7 separate regions of the Mus musculus genome follow, and all the other regions are linked to region 6. A link is a contact called in public HiChIP or PLAC-seq, Micro-C and promoter capture Hi-C data. All regions are on one chromosome and are shown on one strand. Each heading gives the region's core, a stretch centred on a gene start, on an enhancer-like site or on the middle of the called end of the contact. The rest is flanking DNA. Distances are from core to core; before and after follow the strand shown.

Region 1 (2,903 bases), core at 19-2,518, 690 kb before region 6:
TTTGTGACACAAGAACTCTAGGGCCTTGTTTTTCCTGGAGGAGCTTGCATTATGATGAGATGATACTTCCTGGGTTTCTAGATAGAGGTTCACAAGCAATACAATATCTTATGACTATAAGCTTGGAACCAGGAGGGTGACAAGGTCTGGAGATTAAATTAATAATCTGTTATACTTACATGATGAAAACCTCCATAAAAATCCCTAGACTACAGTGTTCAGAAAATGTCGACTGGTGAACAAGAATGCAGTAAGGTTACATGCTCTAACTTCACTGAGGTGAACTTTCTTTACCTGGGATTCATCAGAACCTGCATTGTTCTCCTTTCAAGCTCATTCCAATCCTTTAAAAGTAGACTTTTCAAAAAGGAAAAGGAAAATATAACGAGACTAGGTACATGGAGTAGAAAGTTCATAAACTCAAGAATATATAGTCAACTAAATTTAATAAGAAACACAATGAGAAAACAAAACATCTTCAAAGAATAATGATGGGGAAACTAAATAACCACATGTAAAATAATCAATCAACACACTTACTATATATAACTCATAACAACCACATTGAAATATATCCAACATTTACACATAGATGTAACACTGTACAATTCATGGAGCAAACAGAAAACAAGTTCTCATGCCTTGATTTTGACAAGGGTTTTTGTTTTGGAAATTGTACTAAAAGCTCAGGCAAACAACTACAATCACAGAGTAGAATAGATCACACTGAAGTGTCTACACAGAGAAGGAAAAATAACTACCCAAATTAAAAGGCAGTCTATGAATTGGGAACACATTTTTATAAATTCCTATATTCAATAATGAAATAATTTCTATAGTTCATAAGGAACTTGAATAATTTATAACCAAAAAAAAAAAACAGCAGTAAGGTGTTGTCTGATGGCATGTGCTAATGAGGGTGAACACTAAACCATGTAGTTAGCCTGTGACCCTACAATGCCATCATTGGGAATCCATGCAAATGAAGAGAAAACAGCAGCTGTAAAGATAACTGGGAACATGGGAACCTCTTGTTTACAAGAGAATCTACTTGGGAATCTGTGGTTTGTGATTCATGCCTGAATTGGTACCAGTATTGTGGGAACAAGTCTCTGTTAAATACAGTTAATGTCAGAACTAAGTTAAACTGTAGGAAACCTGTTTGGTATCTGCTGAGGAACTCTTTTCTGGGGCAAGACATCTCCCTGTACCATAGAAGTGTTTGTGTTGGTTGTTAAGAATGTAGTCAGAGGAACCGTTAGCTTTCCCTATTTCACCCAGTGACCTTCAGTTTGCCACAATCCCTTAGACTCATTCTTTCCCACACACAGAAGTCATCTAACAGTTTCCAGATGGCATTTTATATCAACTGCATTTTAAAAAGTCAGCTCTTTGTGTCTTTATTTTATTTTTTTCTTTTAAGACAGTATCTTATAGAGGCCCGGCTGGCATAAACTGCTGTATAGCTAAGGATGACTTTGGATTTCTGAACCTCCTGCCTTCCTCTCCAGAGTGCTGGAATGCCAGCCAGTGAGGAATGCCCCCCACCCCAGTTTATCAGTTGCTGAGGATAAATCCAGTGCCTTGTACATGCTAGACAACCACTTTATCAAGTGTGCTACATCCCCAGACCTCTTAGTATCTTCGTGCTGGTTATTGATCCTGGTTGTGCTTGGTCATTAGAGTTCATTCCAATTATTTCTGTGTCTTCAAACCCATAGTGTCTTGAATCTCTCTGACTTCTTTTTCTGAAACACATTGAGAAACTAAAGTTTTTTTATTCCTTTAGAGCCACCTAGACAATATCTGTTCCTGAACACTACTGATAGATACCCTTGGTGAAAATTTTAAGCATTTCTTGTCTATGTACTGTAACATAATCATAAGAGAATCCCAATGTCAGAGATAAAGAGGATCATTCTTGAATTATGCCTATCGCTATGATAAATTTCTAGATCTCTGAATTTATTAGACATCAATAAAGGTTAATAGCCTAACCATATAATTATTGTGTTATTTGGTAATTAAGATAGAGTTAAAGGTGGACATGTATGTATGCATGTATGTATGCATTATGTATATATACATATGTGTGTGATATTAAAAATATTTGGTAGCCAATAATTTAAGTTATATTTTCTTATTTTTGGTGTGAATGTACATATGAGTGACTATATATAAATATATATGTGCTGTAATCTGCCTCTCAGAATATTTAAATGTTTGCGTTTTGCCATAGTATGTGTATTTTCCAAGTTCACTTCATTTAACATTTCATGATAGATTTCACATATGTGCACTGTTGTCTTATTAGACATTATGCCTCAGATCATTTGTGTGGCTAATATAACAGTACTGTAATGAACCCATTTGTGAATAAAATTTGTTTCAACACTATTATTTTCTTAGAACTTCACATATATACAAGTCAATGATGTAAAAATTACAGTGTTATTTGAGCAATTTGTCTTTTGGAACACATTTTCTGTAGGTATTGGAATTCTAATATACACATTCATATGAATGATACTGGAGTGGGTCCTTTATATGTTATCTTAACATTTACTGTATGTTCACCAACAAGATTTTGCTGACAGGACCCTAATATAGCTGTCTCTTGTGAAGCTATGCCAGTGCCTGGCAAATACAGAAGTTTATGCTCACAGTCATCTATTGGATGGAACCCAGGGCCCCTGAAGAAGGAGCTAGAGAAAGTACCCAAGGAACTAAAAGGGTCTGCCACCCTCTAGGAGGAACAACAATATGAATTAACCAGTAACCCCCAGAATTGTGTCTCTAGTTGCATATATAGCAGAAGATGGCCTAGTTGGCCATTAATGGGAGGAGTGTCCCTTGGTCTTGTGAAGATCATATGGCCAAGTACAGGGGAATGCCAGGGCCAG
Region 2 (2,931 bases), core at 105-2,604, 760 kb before region 6:
GAAGAGAGTCTGAAGACCTCGAAGTCATACTCAGTAATGACTATGGTTTCATAGTGTCTTTCTTAGTTCACAGGAGAATAACAGTACATTTTGTGAGTAAACTGGACATTGATTATTTCATTTAGTTGTCATAGTAATGCTATAAAGCAGATATTATATTCTTATTTCATAAGTACTACAATTCTATGAAGTAGATATTGTATGCCTGTGTTATAAAGACCAAGCCTCATTTAATTTGGAGTAAATGCCTACCTGTGCCATAAATGTTAAGTATCAATGTAAGAACAGTTTCCAGCTCTGTCTGTCTGTCTGTCTGTCTCCAAGGTTTAAGCTTATTACCACATTCAGATTACTTTAAAACTTTATTGTAACTCATTTTAAAAAAATGGGTTTATATCACTTTCTTCTCTTTTCAATAAAACTATAGGAGACTTGTTCAGTGGATACTTTAAATATGCATAAAAGGATCTCAAATTACTATAAAGAATTTTTGACAGAACAGTCAACCTCCAGATATCCTTCTATTCCTAAGTCTGTGATCTCAAAGTAATTTTACTTCCCAGATAAGCATTCTAGCCAGAAGTGGCAAATGCATGAGCAATCTGCTATCATGATGAGCTTGGGGGTTCAGAGGGTCTCACAATTAGTGACAGATACGTGGCAGAATGACGTCATTTCCAACAGAGAATCCATTGAGCTCCTGCTTCATGGATTCTGTCTACCATTCCATGGATCCATCTCAGTGATGAGAGTTGAAAGGGAATTTTAAGTTATATTATCGATATGGCATTGCTTATGCAACTTATTTCTGTTTTCATCAAAGTAACTACTTGTGTGTTGTGTATTATTGGGAGTGAAGAAAGAGAGAAATACAACCAAGATTTTGGAACTCAGTAAAACCACATGGTGCAATCCAATGTTAGCATTAAATCCTGTAAAATGAGAATGATATTTATAGCTTTTTAGTAGTTATAATTACTGAGATATTATAACTCATAGGGTCAAAGTTTCATGAAGTCACTGTGAGTAACTTTGGTCATTTCCCTAACTACCATACTGGTGGAGTTCATGCCAATCTAATTGGAAATTATTACTATTGGAAGTCACTAAGTTTCAGGGAATGTTGACAGCCTGAGTTAAATACTATGCTCATTGTTTGCAGCTTGCTCTCACCACTGACAGTTTGAAGGGAGTACCCAGAAATACTTTAGTAGTGACACAGCCTGTAAGGACATTGGATTTAATTGAATAAGATGGAAGAAGAGGTAGTTACTTTCACTAGAAAGATAATTCTATTTCTGTTGCTTTCAGGAGAATGGATATGAGTAATACATTGTGTGGTTAGGCTATGGGCTACGAGAGCTTCCGAGAAGAAGATGAGGTTAAGCAAGTATCCTGAGTCACCCTAAACTGAGTAGACTCAGAGCTAGAAAGTTTCTTCCTGTCAGCTTTCCTACTTTAAAGGCATTAATGTTATTAAGGTTAGACATATGCAAGAGTATCAACTCGTGTGTTTTAAAAAGCCCTGTACTGAATGAGGTAGTTTTGTATACTACCAAATTCAATTTAGATTAACAGTATTTTTCCTACTTTTTTTCACTTGAAAAATGAAATATAATTGTACATCTCTATTAATATTTTTGTTTCAGGAAATACTGAAATAATAAATAAATTCTTTTTATTTTCTATTTTACCTTTCTTCTTCAAAATGCAGGTAACCCTGTTTAATGTGAAAAGTTTCTTAACTCATGAATTCTACATCTTATGCCACGAATTCTAGTATATTGTAGGCTAGATATCATAAAAATAATAACCTTTGGTTATATTTTAGCAAATAATTTGCTTTTGCTTATTTACATTAACATTGTTGGTTGAAAAGTATGATATATTATCATAAATGATCATTTGAGTTCATGAACCCAGTGATACTAGAATCTAGAAGGAAGGGAGGACAGTCTTAAGAGGAAGTAGGCTTAAGGCAAATCTTGTAAATTAATTCAATCTGGAATCTTGGACTCTGTTCCCTGAGTCTAAGTTGATTAGACACTGTAAAAATCAATTGGTCAAACATAATAATGGATGTGTACAAATTGGCCTCAATTTGACTATGTATTTCTTCTGTAACATTTCAGTCTCTTAAGTATTGCATTGTGTCTTAATAATACAGTTTGTTTCTTTCAGTAGTACTGAGGATCAACCTCAGGTTATTATGTGTTCTAGGCAAGGACTGTATCACTAAAATATATACTCATCCCTTTTACGATTTTAGTGAGGCTTTGTTGTTCTTACCCTATAGCCCAGGCAGTCTTCAATTTGTTACAAGCCAATGTCATTAGGCACAGCATATAATCCTACTGTTTAGAGTTTAAAGGGCTACAGACTGAGGAAAACTGAGAGAGAGAGAGAGAGAGAGAGAGAGAGAGAGAGAGAGAGAGAGAGAGAGAGAGAGAATATGAGCTAATGTCCAGAGCTGATATTTTGTAATCCTCAATTTAACTTTAGTCTTAGAATTCCAAGCTAATATAAACTATCCTTTGAGTGCTGCAACTTAGAAATAGGGAAAGATGCTGCACTGTGGTGGCACATGCCTTTAATCCCGGCACTCAGAAGGTGAGGTAGGTGAATCTCTGAATTCAAGGCCAGCCTGGTCTACAGGGCTACACAGAAAAATCCTATCTTGAAAAATAAAAAATAAATAAATAAATAAAAAATTAAAACATAAAAGAAATATAAAAAGGCTCAGAATAAGCCACTATTCACATGTCTGTCCTGAGAGATGTCCCAGACTCCTTAGGAAGGACTCACACTTCCCGTGCTCGCATCTCATGTACGTATTTCTTTCCAGAACAAGGGCAGCTCTCCTTGCCTTGTTTCATCTTAACTGTTTTTACTGCTGAATAAATATTTCAGAATTTGGAATGTTTCCACTCA
Region 3 (3,000 bases), core at 473-2,972, 610 kb before region 6:
TGATTCCTACACTAACCAGGCATTAAATAGCAGGCCAACACATGGTGGAGTGTTCCCATGCTTACCTATAGGGTCCTGTGACACGGCTGGGGCTGGGACCAGCATATCTTTAAAGGGATCTGTGGTGTCCCCTTCAGTAGACATATTTCTTCTTACAAACAGGCCTTGATGACAGTGGAGACAATGCGGTGACCTCCATGGCTTTTCTGAGATGCTGGTGGGGAGATTTTAGGAAGAAAATTGTGTCTGGCATCAGATTTTTTTTGTCTGTTTTGTTTTGTTTTATTTTATGATTTTGGAAACAAGAATATTGGCATAGAAAGAACATTTTTGAGGTCTTCCAACACTTTTTTTGATTTTCTTACCACAGTCTTATATTATTTATGAGAACTGTTCCACCCCAGGCAGGCGCAGGTGCTTTCCTGGAATTCCCAGGCCCTACCAGCAGCTGAAAGGAAGTTGGAATATCTTAAATGGATATATAAGCTACTATTAATATGGGATTGGGTGGAGGCAAGCCTTTCAAGCCATGGTTCTCAACCTTCCTAATGCTGCAACCTTTTAATATAGGTCTTAATGTTGTGGTGACCCCCAACCATAAAATTATTTTCATTGCTATTTTATAACTGTAATTTTGCTACTGTTATCATGTAACTGTCTGTGTTTTCTAATGGTACTAGGTGATCCTGGGAAACCCCCAGTGGGGTGACCCACAGATTGAGACCACTGCTTTAAAGTCTCTCGTCTTCCTCTGTGCACCTTGGGACAGGACCTTTCTACAGCTTGGATGCAGACATGTTCCTGGCCTCACCCACACCTTTTTTTTTTTAAATGAATTCCTTCAGAACATGAAACAGCATTTGTGTATTTTGAAAAGTCAGGGGCAGTGTTAAATGTTCCTACTTTGAGACAAAGCACATTGCCTCTCTCATTGTGGTGCTGGGGAAGAAACACCAGCAGCTCCAAGCAAGCGAGCAAGCACAGGTCTGTAACTAGGTCTCTCAAGTGCCAGGTTTCCCCCCTGAAAGCTAGAGCCCCTGAGAATCAGCAGAGGGGCTCAGCTGCAGTTAATTTTCATTTGCTGTTTGTATATAAATGCTTTTAGTACTTAAACTAAATTCAGATCAATTAAACTAATGTTGTTTGACATAATATCCCTTACTCCAAAATCAATATCCCTTCATTTGACAGACTTATTCTTGAATTCAGGATGTTTATTGTTCTTAAAGCTTACCTATAGACCTGGTTTTTGTCTTTAATGATATAAAACAGCTCTTCCTCAAATACTGTACGCCAGCATGTAATGGGGTTCAAATTTCTCTGGTAAATATCTTTAATTGTACCATCATGCCTTTTAATCTCAACAGCACACGATGCCTCCTTTCCTGTCTCCATTTGTCTCCTTGGTTTTAAATATGTTCCTTTCACTGTGTCTCTTTAGAAGGAAATGGGATGAATGAGAAAAGCAGGCTGGGATTCCAGGACCAGTTTTCATTCTTTCCAAACACAGGGGGTCCATGGAGATCCTTTTAACCAGGCTATCTGATTGGGGCTATTCATCCTTTCAGAGACCCTCAGACCCCTCCTGTCCCAACCCTTTACCATACAGTGACACGGAGCTACTAAGATGTACCCCAATTCCATCTGTGCTCCTTTCCCCATACCTTGTGATTCTTCTTCACCCTGCCTCAGGCTCTTATAAATCTTGTTGTGTTTTCACTGGCCTTTGTCCAGAGACAGGGCCTGCTCAGCTCTAGGGAGTACAGCACTGGGCTCATTTATCACTTGAACAGTGGGAATGGGGACCAAACAGTAGGGTTTTTTTTTTCTTTTTTTTTTGCCATCACCATGGCAAAGGTCTGTGCACAGTTGCCTAATTAGACAAATGTGGTTTTTGTTTGCCAAATTGCCCTGCCATGGCACTTTAGCCCAGGGTGGACTTGCCTACTTCAGGGTAAAGGAAATGACCAGCTGAGAAGAGCATCTCTCTGTGAGAGCACAGGAGTGGAAGGCTGTAGTTTTCCTTCTGTTTGACTTTTTTTTTCTGGCAAATGTTTCACCTAAATTAATATTCATTGGAGAGATAAGTATGGCATTTGTGAAAACTGTCATCAGCCACTGAAATACACCCAGCTTTGCTCTGTGACCAGCTTTAAGACCAAGTGTAGCTTGTGAAACCTGAGCTGAGCCTGCTTCTCTCAGTCTCCCTACCAGAGAGACTTCTACAGTGAAATGTATCCAGACCCTTGAAGAAAGTTATTATACGCACACATTCACGCACATACACACATGCACACACATGCATACACAGTACTATATACACTCCACACACATACACGCACACACACATGCATGCACACATGTACATACACACATACACACACTATATACACCACGCACACACATGCATGCACACACACACATGTATACACAAACTATACACACTACACACATGCATACACACATGTACATGCATATGTATATACACACATACACACACATGAATGCATTTGCTTGCAGTTCCTTTTGATTTTCTTCAACCTTTTCTGAAAGGGCAGAGAATAGAGCCATAGATGTGGCTGAGCTCAGTGTCCATTAGGCTTCAGAAAAGGACAGAATCTAGACTACTCTACTGCATATTGGTTTCTGTAAATGGAGGGCATAGATGTTTTCTAGAATGACAGTCAGACAACACAGCTTGATAAGCATTCTAAAAAATGACTGTACTTGCCACCCTCTGCTTCCTTGCTTCCCTTTCGTCTTAGATTTATTATTCTCCCTGCCCCCACTTTTCTTTCTTCTTACCTCATTCTTCTCTTCTGCAACACACCATCTGCAATAATGTGCCCACATGCTATAAACATGGTTATAGTAAATCCTTCATAACTGTGGGCATTGGTGAGTGAGAACCCCAGGTCCAAGCTTCACCATGCTCCCTGTCTGTGGTCGACTGTGTTCCTGCCCCAGGGATGCCTTTGATCATTTCTCTGGTGATCACAC
Region 4 (2,916 bases), core at 344-2,843, 800 kb after region 6:
CCTCTGCCTTCCAGGGGTTGGGCAAAGCCGCCAGTGGAAAGGACACCCGGGACTTCACAGCGGGTGCGGGGGCTAGGGGCGTGGACACCCGGAGGGCAGCGCTGACACCTGGCGGCGACCCAGGACCCGGCCCACGTCAAGGACCAGCGCTGCGGGGCGGTTCCCAGGGAAGGGTTACAGGGGCCGAGAACAAAGCGCCCCCGTTGGGGAAGGCGGGCTAGCGGACGGCGGCTGGGGCGGGAGAGCACTTTCTGGGGTACCCTCGACCAAGCTCTTTGTCGGCCAAGCCGCTGATTAGAGAGACCGACCCCCACCAAAGGTGGATGGCTGCATCCTACCCAGAAGCTTTCCCCCACCAGTCGCCAGCTCCACGTTCGTCCCTCTTTCCCCGCGGCCCTACTGGGCGGGCCAAGGGACCCGCCTTCCCTACGCGCGGCTTCAGCACAAAGCCGAGTCGGGGGAGGGGAAGAGCCGTACCGGGGTCCACTCGCGGGGAGGGTCCCCCGCGCGGGCCATGCGGAGGAGGCCCTCCGGGGGCAGCACAACTTCAGCGACCCCAAAGTTGGGTTCTTAGGGTCTTCAGCGTTCTGAAGCCAACTTCCCGGAACCTCCCGCTGCCAGCTCGGCCCGGCTCACCTGGGGCAGCCAGAGAAAAACCGAAGGTCCCTGAGCCACCCTCTTGTGTCCCACAAACAGCCTTAATCCCGTCCCTCCCGCCACCCCGAACGTCAGCTTCCCCCTGTTCCCGCGCCGGCTCTGCTGTGCCCAAACTTGCCCCGGTGCAAAGGGCCGAGCGCCCGGACTCCGCGGCGCTGGGGGTGCAGCCTGCAGTCTGGTTTGAATTAGGGTCTATGGAAAAGGCGTTGTGGCCATGGCCACTGCATCCCTCCGGGACACTGGCGGAGGCCAGGCCGCTGAGATGGCCAGCAAGACAGCAACGGGAGAGAGCAACTCCAAGCGGCGCCTAAGGCCGGCGGAGCGCCTAAGGCCGGCGGACTCAGACCCATGTGGAGTCGTTTTACTTAATTGGGAGCGGGGAACCAATGGAGGTTCCACTCTGCAGGACGCCCGGACCACGAGCTGGGATAGCCTCCTGGCATCCACGGACCGTAGAGGAATTGGGACAGGAGTCCTCATTAAAGGGCTCACCATCCCAGGATCCGCCAGGCAGCGCGGGAAGAAGTCCCCGCTCCCCTCCCCCTCCACGTGCTGCCGCCTGCATGGCATCGGCGAGTGGCGAGTCCCGGCTTCCCGCCGCCTCCCAGCCCTGCCCCGGGCCACACTCACCGGGAGGGCAGGCTGCAGGCGCAGCGCCAGCGCGCAGAGCCAGAGCCAGAGCGCCGCGCGTCTCATGCTGCCCAGACCGGCGGCGGGAGCTCGGTGGGCTTCGTGGATCCGAGTTGCCGGTTGCACGGAGCTCCGGGCCGGCTCTGCTGATTGCTCTGCGCTTTGCTGTCCCAGGCTCCTGCCCAGCTCGCTGCTCTCTCGAGCGAGGGCTGTAGGTTTCGCCGGCTGGAGTCAGCTCCCGACTGCCAGGTCCCTTCCTCTGCGTTAGGCTCTGTCTCCTCTGGCCCGCACCTCTCCCGCGGAGCTCCGCCTTATAATAAACCCAAAGGCTCTGCAGTTGCAAAACTAGCCGCCCACCCCCAGCTCCGCGGGCCTGGGTAGTCCCAATCTCCACCCCTCGGGCCCCGCCCCCTGGGTTGCCCCGCCCCTTGGAGCGCCCCACCCCCCAGGGATCCAGCCACACCCCCTTCCACGCCTCCTAGGATCGAAGCCCACCCCACTCTTCAGCTCTTGCAGGTCTGAGTCCCACCTTCCTCCCCTGAGCACTGGTGAGTGCCGGCAATCTGTAATTCCCGCGTCGCACCTTCCTTGATGCGTAGCTGACGGAGACCCAGGTGCACTCGCTACTATGTCCTGGTCCGGAGTCCGGAGGCACTGCCCTGGAGAAGGGCGATTGTTAGTTCTCTACGTGCGAGGCTGCAGCGCCCTCTGGGCGAGGACACCCAGGGGTCCTCCAGGTGAGCAAGATTTTGGGGGCAACCTCGGAGCCCCACAGCGATGAGGCTATATATAAACCGAGGGATCGATGTATGGTTCCCACCTCCCCACGGGCTGAGGATAGGGGACCCCTGAGGTCTTGGTCCTTTACTTAATTGCTGGGAACTCCAGACCTTTAAAGACCTTTAAAGACATGAGCACTGTCTGGAAGAGCTGGCTTTGTTATTGTTTTTATTATTATTATTATTATTATTATTATTATTATTTTCTTTTTTGCTGTCTTTCTATTTATAGAAAGCCCCTTCTCTTCCTTGTCCAAGACCAAAGGAAAAAATAAATGGCCTCTTTGTTTCCAGGTGACCGCAGGCCTAACCAGCTGCGGAGCTCCAGTTGAATTCCTGTTCCTTCATGATTCTCTATGGGGCCTGGACCTCACAGTTTCCAACGTCCTTCAGACGTGTCAGTCCAAAAAGGAGCCCAGAGAGCCTACAGGCGAGGCAGATAGCAGCGAGAGCAAGGAGGAAGAACCAGCCCTGTCTTGCCCTCAATCTGTAGATGGTGCCAAAGGCCCTTTGCACCTGCAAGGCAGGGGCCATAGATGGCATCCATCCTTGTTCCTCAGCCCCACATCAGCTGGCCTGGACTGAGAAGCTAGATCTGAGGCTCAGCGTCTCGGGAAGTCCCCAGTGTAGACTCTACACTGTGGAACCAGCCTTCTGGGAATTCAACAGCCTCCTTTACACACACCACACCTCCAGCAGTAGCCCAACAACCAGCACCCAGTTGTGTTTGAACACTTTTGTCCTCAGGAAACTCTCCCTTTTGGCGTCTCAGCTGCCCTAGGTCTAACTATGGGCTACATACAGATCCTGCCCAGTTCTTGCCTAGATCCTTGAGGGTCTTGGTAAAGAA
Region 5 (2,984 bases), core at 44-2,543, 520 kb before region 6:
TTCCTAGCCACTTGGGATGCAGAGGCAGGCAGATTTCTGAGTTCGAGGTCTACAGAGTGAGTTCCACGACAGCTAGGGATATACAGAGAAACCCTGTCTCAAACAAAAACAAAAACAAAAACAAAAACAAAAACAAAAACAAAAACAAAAACAAAAACAAAAAAACCCCAAAAAACAAAAAAAACAGAACAACAACAACAACAAAAAACCCCAACAACAAAGCAAAACAGTAAGCCCTGAAATTATATACAAACAAGCAGTATTAAATAGACTCAATGGGATGTGTGTGTGTGTGTGTGTGTGTGTGTGTGTGTGTGTGTATGTATGTTTGAGTGTTTGAGTGTTTGAGTGAGTGAGTGAGTGAGTGAGTGAGTGAGTGAGTGAGTGAGTGAGTGACAGAGAGAGGAGCAGAGGAGCATAGGGAGAGAGAGAATAATCAAAGAAAAAGAGGGAGTGAGAGCAGATAGGAGGAGGAGTTGAAGGACAGAGCAGTGCTTTGCAGAGTGCAGACTGGAGGCTTGAAAGGAAAGGATAAAGGTACTATAGGTATATTTTAGTTAAAATTTGAAAAAAGCTTTAAAAGATATTAACAAAAATGTATATTGAACAACTAAGTGGGTCAAACAAATGTCCCCACTAGTTATGACTTTAGGTTGGAGAAGTGAATCCTTAAGCCCCTGATGAGAATCAGCTTGGTGACACTGGAGAAAACACATTGGTGCCATGGTACAGGGCACAGTCATTTCACAGGCCAGAGCTTTATGGTTCAGATCTTTATGGGAAAGAGACCCTGCCTCAGTCTGGAGTACAGGAAAAGAGACATGAGAACTTGGATGTGAGCAGCTTGTGCTGGAAGAGACTAGGTTCAAATCCATGCTACCTTCTTTCCTAATCTGTGAATGAAGGTGGAGTGAATCAGCAAAGAGGACCAAGTCTCTGAGGTGGAGGGCAGCCTTCTGCTGTGCGTACATGAAGCCCGCAGGCTCCAGGCAGCAGCGATCAAACTTAATGTGATCAGGCCAAGACTGTGTTGGCTTTGGATGGGATTTGACTCCTGTGTCTTCATTTGTTAAATTCACCTTTCTCATTTCATGCAACTTACTTTTATCACAACCACGTCCTGACAAACCCAGCAAGTCTTTTGAAATGTCCATCTTTTTCTTAAGCGTAGTTTTGTAAACTCCTAATCGTATTTGTTTGTTTTAATTGAACAAATATGTTCTATGTCATGGGTACAAGTGATGGCTCCTAATTGGATTCATGCTAGCTCGGCTTGTAGTTACAGAGGATGGGTTTCTCTGGTTCTGGTTGGGCTTGTGGAGGGGGAGATAACTTTAAAGCTTGATTAAAGCACGTTTCTCTAATGTCAGGGTTCCCTCTGAAGAAGCGGGTGTAATCTGTAGGGAACAATGGAGACTTGCTCAACTTTAAAAAGTCAGAACAGAAGTTTAAAAAAACAACCCTCCGTCCAATTTTCAACAGGATTGTATAATGTTCAAAAAATGAAAAAAATCCCCCCCACTGTAACCGCAGGAAGCCAAGCATTAAAGTCAGAAAAAGAGAGAGGCCCCCAACTCCTCCCCCAGAATGCATTGCACCATATTGTTTTCCTTTCGTGCTTGCCGATTTCATAGTTTCATTTTCTGTACGTTAAAAAAAAAAAAAAAGACTTAAGAAAATATTCGTTAGCGGTTTCTGTCTAAATCTCATCATCTAATTATTTTCATAGTGAACATTTGAAATGGCAGAAGCAATTCTGCCAAGAGCCCTCTCTCCCTGGATTCCAGGAGATGTTTCACAATAATTAGAAACCCCAATGGGTCTCTTAAGAACCCTTAAAGGGTTCCATATGCAGACTCCCATATGAAGTGGGACAATGTGTAGTTCTTCATTTTCCACAATAGGGCTTGACAGGTCTTAATGTATATTATTACATTAAATGAGATGCACATTAGTCGGTCAGACTGCTGGGTAGCTGATCATAATTCACGGAGAAATGCAAGCCAACCCAGTAACCTCATTATTTCCTCCTTCCTCATCACATGTACTCACACGTGCACACATATTCACAAAACAGGCGCGCGCACACACACACACCGCACACACACACACACACACACACACACACACACACACACACACACACACACACACACACTGACAGAGTACTATTAATCACTGTGTAAATATCCAAGTTCTCATTGGCTGTTTGTACCTTGAGTGTGAATAAATAGAGTGTGGTTTACTGGAGTTTCAAAGTTAGATTTAACACATCTCAGGCAAGAAACACCTAGGCTAAACTAGGCATCATTCAAGAGCTACATACCACCCACTTTCCATTGAAGCAGTAGAAGACCTTAATTTGATGTTTGGGCAGAGAGATACACTTGACCTTCAATAAGCCAAATAATTAAAGCATCTTCTACTTAAAATACATGATATAACTAGATCTTGAAATTCTGTTGCTCATCTACGAGATCTGTGTAGGTGACAGGAAATGGTCACATCATTTTTTAGGGTTCCTTTTTGACTGTCTATTGCAGACCATTAAGGGATGTTTACCTATTTTACATTAACTAGGAAGATCCAATTTGAAACACTTTTGTTGATAGCAGTATTCTGTCTTGTTCTTTATAAGTTACGTGTAGTCCTTGGGTAGATAATGAGTCATTGGTAGTTTATTGTTCTCTGATGAGATTTCTAGAGAGTGATCTTTGATATTTTGTAAACAAATGATACATATAGACCCCCAGTGTGAATAAGAAAACCAATGCAGCTTCTTTTCTTGAAAAGTTTATGTTCTCAGTAGACTAGACACCAATGTTTCACACTTCAAAAATATGGAATAATATTTAAAAGGTATTGCAAGCTTTTCTATTTCCATTCTTCCTCTTATGACCCTGCTTTTGCCATTTTTATCCTAGTAAAATGACTAGCACATGGTCTTTGAACTTACTGAGGAGAAATAAGGAGTGAACTATGAG
Region 6 (2,977 bases), core at 444-2,943:
CTGACCAACACCACACACGTTAGCTGCCCTTTTTTCCAACAAACGAGATCGAAGGAACCCTCTTTCCTTTGCCATTCTGCTATACTGGGATGCCCGCTGTGTCCCCAGGAGCCGGCTTCCCAATCTTAATGAAACCACAATTACTTTCGAGAGAGCCTGTGATAGACCATCTACCCACCAGTCCTCTTTGGTTCCTCCTTCCCTCCCAGCGAGCACAGAGCACACTCTTTCCCTGGGAGGCTGTGAAACTAGGAAAATAGCTTTACACGTGGTTCTCTTTCAAAGAGCCAACTTGCAAGTCCCATCCCGAATGAAATTCATCGAATTATTGCGACAAAGAAACCTATGCTGCTAACCTCTGCTCCGGAGCCCACCCGGCTTGTGCAGCAGGGGCTGTTGAGGGAGGACGCGGGAGATTTTTGTTTGTTTGTTTTTTGGTTTTTAATCAAGGATACTGCTGGTGGAAGGTAAGATTCCTTCAGCAAGCAGCCGCCCTTGTCTCTCTCATTTTGACTTCCCATCTTTTCCCCTTAAACCTGGATTAGGCTACTACCAAAGGAGCAAAATAGAATCCCCACGCTAGAGGTATCTGCAGCCTCCTGATTGTTCTGCTTCTGGGTCGTCCGGTTCTCCAGTTAGAAAACAATGTTCGTTTGTGTCCCCCACCCCCAGCATAGTTCTCCCTACACCAGAGACAATCGAAGGTTATGATTTGCAGGCCTGGGGACACACTGAAACCCTCTAATAGAGACCATCCCAAGCAGAGTCCAATTGTGAGGTGGATGTCAGACTCGCAGCAGCCCTGTGGTCCTGGGGTTTGAAGGCTTCGAGTCTAAAGTACAACTCTGCAAAAGAAGAATTCGTTTTAAAGCCCAACAGAGTTGGGGCAATGCACCTGTCCAGGATGCTGAAAGCTTAGGTTATGACCATCAACACTTTCTCCCCTCTTCCTCAGCTAAGGGGGGATAAGTCTGAATTAAAAGGCACCCTGCAGGAAAAAAAAAAAAGTTTGTGTTCTCTGAAGTTGCTCTAGTTTCTTAAGGGAAGCCTGCAGAGTGCCTTATAAAATCTGTGGGCACCTTACTAGAATACTGGAATTCTAGCTAGCCAAACACGGCTGCACTCAATGGCTCAGGCCCTTCTGTCTCCTTCCTTCCTCCCGAGGTCAGAGGCCAACAAGGACCCAGAGTTAGAAGTCTTTGAACCAGCATCCCCATCAACTCTACGTTGCAACTGCTCTCACTTTCACGGAGATCTTGCAGCCTTCCTTTGGCCAAAAGAACCGCCTTTGAGGACACTGAAAAGAGGAGGCACCAGCTACAACAGGGAACCAGAAGTGAATCTTGCGGGCTTTCGCCTCGCTGAGCCCAGGCGCCCCAGGGCTGCAGTTACCTTGTTCCGCCGCGGTCCCAGGGCAGAGCGCGTCTGTGAGGGTCGCTGCGCTGGACTTGAGTGACCAGAGACTCTGGAGCCGACTGGCACCCCTGGCGAACTAGACTTCTGACGCTTCTGTAGCTGCGGTGACTCCAAGAGTCGGACACGCGGGAGCGCTTCACAGCCCCGGAGTTCTACCCGCCGGGGTCTGCTGAGCCTCGCTCCTGGCTCCCTTTCTGAATCTGAACCAGTGCCGGCGAGAACTTGCTGGGGAGAGGCCGAGCTACGTCTCACTCATCCCTTAGCACCGAGCCGCCTACTTATTTTAATCCACCTCCCCCTAACCCCCCTCCCCTTGCCGTGCGATTTCTCCCCTCCCTCCCCTGCCCCCCAACTCTGCCTGCGCCTGCGCATTGGGAAACAAAGTTTTGCTGACCCGGGCAGCGGACTTTGGCAGCTGTGCTAGCCTGCCTTCTGCTTCTCCTGACCGGTGTCCCCTCCCTGATAATCCCACTCGACACTTTCTGTGTGTGTGTGTGTGTGTGTGTGTGTGTGTGTGTGTTTCTAAGACACATAAGATCAAGCAGTAGAAGAAACATATCTTACGGATAAGAGAGGACTAGAACCGAGCATTTCGGAGTTCTGTTCTGGAGCTTTGGGACCTATGGTGGCACCACCTATGAAAGCGGATAGGAGCCTAGGGTGTCCCCACACCAGCACCTTAGGCATACACTCAATTTGTAATCTGACAAAGTCGCTGCCGCTCTTCTTAAGATTTCCTCCTAGAAGTGACAGACTCCTGGTGTGGAGCAGCGCTCCTGACACCAAATAGTGCTTGAGACCTGGGCAGCGATTCTAGCAGAGCTGGCTGGTTCCTGGTGCGGAAGGACAGAGATTACTGACTGCGCGAGCCATAACATCCGAGTGCCTATGGCTGACCACAGACTCTGGGGTGTGGAGTTCCACAGAAACGTCCATGGCAGAGCGTATGAGGAGAAGAAGAGCTAGTTACTTGAACTGCAGACCTCCCCGGAATTCCATTCTAAAGCTCCAATCACATATTCTTTTTAGAGTGGATGGGAGTTTTAAAGAGCAGCTAAAGGCACTGGGACCCCTGGGCCTGCGGGGCTGGTTTGGGTGGAGTTTGTAGAGGGAGTTGGGACCTAGAACAACTACATCCTTGCTGTCTGCTTCTTACACAGCCCCAAATACCTCTTTACTATTGATCCCTGGAACTGACCTAAGGCTGACCCCAGTCAGCTGTCATTCCTCCCTACCACCTTTCTGGAATGCCTTACCTGGCTTTTTCATGGAAGATGGTGAGGTTTTCTGACTTCCTGACTTTGCCCCAAAGTTACTACTGCAGAGTGGCTCTTGTCACACACACACACACACACACACACACACACACACACACACACACTTCCTGGGGAGTAGGTGCCACTCTCACACATTGAAACAGTCCTTTTGGAAGAGTCACCTACTCCTCAGCTTTACTGTGCAAGACTGATCCCATGTGATCTCTTGAGGTAGCAGGAGTTTGATTCCTAATATAGGGAGTGATGATGGAGGATGGGCCACATCCCTCCTCCCACCTGCATAA
Region 7 (2,957 bases), core at 163-2,662, 540 kb after region 6:
CTCTATTACAGTGGAATTGTGAACCTGCAGAGTTGGATCGATTCTCCCGGTTTAACGACCAATTCACAACCAATACAGAGACATTGGGACAAACAATACGGAGGGGCTAAGAGTAAGACTCCCTGATAAGCAGATGTATCAAGAGAGGAGCTGAGACTAGATAATAAATATAGTGAACTGCCAACCTGACCTGCTTCTTCCTGACCCGGCTGACCGGAAACAAAAACCCGGCAGCCTAAAAAGGCTTTTCTACTTTTTTTTCACCAATAGAGCCCCCCACCCCACCCCACCCCCGCTGATGGCTCTGCTATGCTACTACTACACAAGTTCAAAGCTGGATCGGACATGCTTAGGGCTCTGTGCTCAAACTGACCAACCCTCAGTTCCTTAAACCCTCAAAGGAGTGGATCTGCGGGTTCCTGAAATCCTCTTCCGCTTTGCCGAGGGTTTTATCTGTTTGCCCACTCAAGTTTTCTCACCCCTAGGAAACCTTTCCTCATTAGCGGATTCTCTCATAAGCTGTACTTAGTCGTGGCACCCTCCTCCTCCTCCACCACCTCCTCCTCCTCCGCTGCTACCTGCCTGGCTTGAGAGTTTTACTGCCTTTTAATTCCTTAACTGGCAGAAAACAGAATGCAACCAAGACCCCTAAATGTCAAAATTTTTATAATTATCAGATTTTGGCTCGACATACAACCCCGTTTTCTAAAGACTCAAAGCGTAGTGGGAATAGAGGGGTCAGAGTGCACATCTTGATAAGCTGCTCGAACTCAAATATCAAAGTAACAAAGAACTGTACTGGGCAATAAACGTTTCATCGCTGGCTTGATATTCTACAGAAAGGACTCTTGTGATGTTCTAGCGGTGTCACATTAACAACCCTTAACTTCAGGAGTGTGCTGTGACGTCGTGGTAAACACTAACGGGACAGCTGGGTGCAGCGACTGTGCTTAGCTTAAGCGGGTGCTGAACCGGAACCTTCGCGTCCGGAACACAAAGGCGTCGCTGTGGTTCCGAGGACGACCACCTTCCCTGCCCAGAACAGCGGCTTCCTGCCGCCTGGGCCTCTGCGGAGACCAAGGCGTCCCCTCCCCGAAGGACAGGGCTCGGAGGGGATCTTTTCTGGGGAAACCAAGCGGCAGCCCAGGACTCCGCGGTCCGCGCGTGGCTCGGGGACCACCCACGCGCCCAGCCCGCTCTCGCGATAGTTACCTCCCGTGACGCGCGCACTGGCCAATGAAGGCGGAGTACAGCTCCCGGGCCTCGGCAAACTCGCCCCTGGAGAAGCGAGCCTGCGCCGTGGCCAGGGCGGCCGAGCTCTCTCCGCCCTCTCGGCCTGGCCGCAAGGCCATGACCGCCTCACCCGGGTGGAAGCGGAACCACAGCTACCGCTCACGGGACTTCGTTGGCTAAAGGAAAAGGACGTTTGTCCTGTTTGAAGACCCGTAGTATCGCGAGACAACTGGTAGCGCCTGACGCCGTTCGCGGGAAATTAAGAGAATTTAAATCTTTGTGACATGTGTATACATAATTAGATTAGATTAGATTAGATTAGATTAGATTAGATTAGATTAGATTAGATTAGATTAGATTAGATTAGATTAGATTAGATTAGATTAGATTAGATTAGATGGATGATAGATAGACAGACAGACAGTGCCCATGGCCGGGCGGTGGTGGTGCGCATATATCCAGGCAGAATGCTGTATACATAGTAAATAAAGAAGTCTTTAAAAAATTTTTTTTTAGAAAATAATTATAGAAGCAGACAGTAGAGGGCAACATAATATTGCTGTTTTCATTTTAGATACCCAAAATAAGCGTCTAGAGCTATGGCAACAGAGTTAATATTCTGTTACTTTGAAACAAATTTGTCCATGTTTCTGAGTGTGAACTTTCTGTAGTCTCTATGGTAACAATTCTCTGCCACTTCAGTCACTGTATATTTTCCTAAAAAGACTTAGCTTTTTCTCCCATGTGATATATATTCTGTGTATGTCTCTGTGTGTGTCCGAGGATGTGTCTGTGGATGTGAAGACAATGCAAATGCCACATTTCCCTACATTATAGTGGAAGGAAACATGGGATAAACGTCCTTTTTTCCCTTCAGAATTTGTTTTCATGTTTATTTCAAATAATGTCTCAGAAAAACTTTTGATCTGAGCTCTGAGAATAAAGAAAAGTGATTTGTTTTGTTTTTTCGAGACACGGTTTCTCTGTGTAGCCCTGGCTGTCCTGGAACCCACTCTGTAGACTAGGCTGGCCTCGAACTCAGAAATCTCCCTGCCTCTGCCTCCCAAGTGCTGGGATTAAAAGCATGTGCCACCACTGCCCGGTCAGAAAAGTGATCTTAAAGTACATTTCAGCAAAATATAATGAGCTGTGTATGGCAGATGAGAGAGGTCGGCAGTGCCTGTGCAGGTACACTGCTTACCAGAATGCTGGGACCGGCCACATTAGTGCATGCTGTGGCTGCTGGGGTCACATTTAGGCCACTAGAGTACTCTGAACCATGGCATAGCTCGGGATAAGCTTGATGATAACTACAGCATTACTCAAAATCAGTTAATTCATGTTTATTACAAAGAAAAGAGACCAAATGCTTCCTCTTGAATGAGGCTTGTAGTCTTTAAAACTTCAAATAATAAAAAGTCTTAAAATGCCATTTCCTCATTTATGAACATACAGAAATTTAACCTTAAGTAGAAACAGAGCTCATGTCCTAAGCCGCTGCTGAGCCTCCCTGAACCCAGGTCATGTCTGTTCTCTGCTTCAAGGCAGCCCCTCCTACCCTCTGCCATCCCCAGCTACCTCCCAAGGGGTCTCTAACCAACTGGTAACCTTGGCAAGAGAGAACTAGTTCTGTGGTAATTTGCCACAAACTATAAGTTATATAAATGGTAAATGAACAGACAGGAACTACAAAAAAATTAGTTCACACCTGTAAATCTTATGTG

What was found. Promoter capture Hi-C pulls out the DNA fragments that hold promoters and counts their contacts. A called contact is a pair of places that touch in the nucleus more often than the background predicts. HiChIP or PLAC-seq counts read pairs in DNA pulled down with a chosen protein or histone mark.
Region 1: a contact with region 6 is called in an H3K27ac HiChIP or PLAC-seq map of the NIH/3T3 cell line, with 13 times the contacts expected there. The contact joins the enhancer-like site here to the promoter of Osr1 in region 6. A contact is called at or near these places in 11 of 39 promoter capture datasets (HPC-7-derived erythroid cells, the SN4741 cell line, cranial neural crest and 7 more), 1 of 484 Hi-C or Micro-C datasets (cortical neurons), 9 of 115 datasets of contacts at active chromatin or transcription factors (the NIH/3T3 cell line, craniofacial prominence, embryonic fibroblasts and 6 more) and 2 of 9 other capture datasets (adipose tissue and embryonic stem cells).
Region 2: a promoter capture Hi-C map of the SN4741 cell line shows a contact between it and region 6, with 4 times the contacts expected there. The contact joins the enhancer-like site here to the promoter of Osr1 in region 6. A contact is called at or near these places in 10 of 39 promoter capture datasets (the 3T3-L1 cell line, the HPC-7 cell line, the SN4741 cell line and 6 more), 1 of 15 datasets of contacts at CTCF or cohesin (the NIH/3T3 cell line), 2 of 484 Hi-C or Micro-C datasets (adipose-derived mesenchymal stem cells and muscle stem cells), 6 of 115 datasets of contacts at active chromatin or transcription factors (the NIH/3T3 cell line, embryonic fibroblasts, embryonic hindbrain and 3 more) and 4 of 9 other capture datasets (adipose tissue, embryonic stem cells, liver and 1 more).
Region 3: an H3K4me3 HiChIP or PLAC-seq map of stem cell-derived neural progenitor cells shows a contact between it and region 6, with 6 times the contacts expected there. The contact joins the enhancer-like site here to the promoter of Osr1 in region 6. A contact is called at or near these places in 7 of 39 promoter capture datasets (the 3T3-L1 cell line, HPC-7-derived erythroid cells, the SN4741 cell line and 4 more), 1 of 484 Hi-C or Micro-C datasets (cortical neurons), 9 of 115 datasets of contacts at active chromatin or transcription factors (craniofacial prominence, embryonic forebrain, embryonic hindbrain and 6 more) and 1 of 9 other capture datasets (embryonic stem cells).
Region 4: a contact with region 6 is called in a Micro-C map of embryonic stem cells, with 8 times the contacts expected there. The contact joins the promoter of Sdc1 here to the promoter of Osr1 in region 6. A contact is called at or near these places in 3 of 39 promoter capture datasets (all in embryonic stem cells), 14 of 484 Hi-C or Micro-C datasets (all in embryonic stem cells), 2 of 115 datasets of contacts at active chromatin or transcription factors (both in embryonic stem cells) and 1 of 9 other capture datasets (embryonic stem cells).
Region 5: a promoter capture Hi-C map of maxillary cranial neural crest shows a contact between it and region 6, with 9 times the contacts expected there. The contact joins the enhancer-like site here to the promoter of Osr1 in region 6. A contact is called at or near these places in 15 of 39 promoter capture datasets (the 3T3-L1 cell line, the C10 cell line, HPC-7-derived erythroid cells and 10 more), 3 of 484 Hi-C or Micro-C datasets (3T3-L1-derived adipocytes, the MC3T3-E1 cell line and palatal mesenchyme), 5 of 115 datasets of contacts at active chromatin or transcription factors (bone marrow-derived dendritic cells, craniofacial prominence, forebrain and 2 more) and 1 of 9 other capture datasets (embryonic stem cells).
Region 7: an H3K27ac HiChIP or PLAC-seq map of cardiomyocytes shows a contact between it and region 6, with 5 times the contacts expected there. The contact joins the promoter of Ttc32 here to the promoter of Osr1 in region 6. A contact is called at or near these places in 16 of 39 promoter capture datasets (the 3T3-L1 cell line, 3T3-L1-derived adipocytes, the C10 cell line and 9 more), 18 of 484 Hi-C or Micro-C datasets (B cells, the C2C12 cell line, cerebellar granule neurons and 7 more), 15 of 115 datasets of contacts at active chromatin or transcription factors (the NIH/3T3 cell line, astrocytes, cardiomyocytes and 11 more) and 1 of 9 other capture datasets (adipose tissue).

Annotation. Positions count from the first base shown.
Region 1 is chr12:10,264,741-10,267,643 of GRCm38.p6, reverse strand. No RefSeq gene overlaps it. Among named protein-coding and RNA genes, the nearest start is that of Nt5c1b, 100 kb to the left of the region's middle. Within about 2 kb of position 1,268, at least 19 of the 459 cell types and tissues checked have an H3K27ac peak or open chromatin away from gene starts, as enhancers often do. A contact at or near this core is called in the NIH/3T3 cell line, where this site is marked.
Region 2 is chr12:10,327,999-10,330,929 of GRCm38.p6, reverse strand. No RefSeq gene overlaps it. Among named protein-coding and RNA genes, the nearest start is that of Nt5c1b, 41 kb to the left of the region's middle. Within about 2 kb of position 1,354, at least 32 of the 459 cell types and tissues checked have an H3K27ac peak or open chromatin away from gene starts, as enhancers often do. A contact at or near this core is called in the NIH/3T3 cell line, the SN4741 cell line, adipose-derived mesenchymal stem cells and 1 more, where this site is marked.
Region 3 is chr12:10,178,268-10,181,267 of GRCm38.p6, reverse strand. No RefSeq gene overlaps it. Among named protein-coding and RNA genes, the nearest start is that of Gm46324, 100 kb to the right of the region's middle. Within about 2 kb of position 1,722, at least 14 of the 459 cell types and tissues checked have an H3K27ac peak or open chromatin away from gene starts, as enhancers often do. A contact at or near this core is called in neural tube and stem cell-derived neural progenitor cells, where this site is marked.
Region 4 is chr12:8,770,073-8,772,988 of GRCm38.p6, reverse strand. It overlaps Sdc1 (syndecan 1), which reads right to left and starts at 1,593. Exons shown (of 5, transcript NM_011519.2): 1 at 1,288-1,593. The coding sequence starts at 1,353. Gm4755 (a long non-coding RNA gene) reads left to right here and starts at 1,718. Exons shown (of 3, transcript XR_381238.4): 1 at 1,718-2,024; 2 at 2,361-2,916.
Region 5 is chr12:10,094,555-10,097,538 of GRCm38.p6, reverse strand. No RefSeq gene overlaps it. Among named protein-coding and RNA genes, the nearest start is that of Gm46324, 18 kb to the right of the region's middle. Within about 2 kb of position 1,293, at least 6 of the 459 cell types and tissues checked have an H3K27ac peak or open chromatin away from gene starts, as enhancers often do.
Region 6 is chr12:9,573,158-9,576,134 of GRCm38.p6, reverse strand. Osr1 (odd-skipped related transcription factor 1) reads right to left here and starts at 1,693. Exons shown (of 3, transcript NM_011859.3): 1 at 1,393-1,693.
Region 7 is chr12:9,028,452-9,031,408 of GRCm38.p6, reverse strand. It overlaps Ttc32 (tetratricopeptide repeat domain 32), which reads right to left and starts at 1,412. Exons shown (of 3, transcript NM_029321.2): 1 at 1,213-1,412. The coding sequence starts at 1,352. It overlaps Wdr35 (WD repeat domain 35), which reads right to left. Exons shown (of 27, transcript NM_001159527.1): 27 at 2,562-2,957.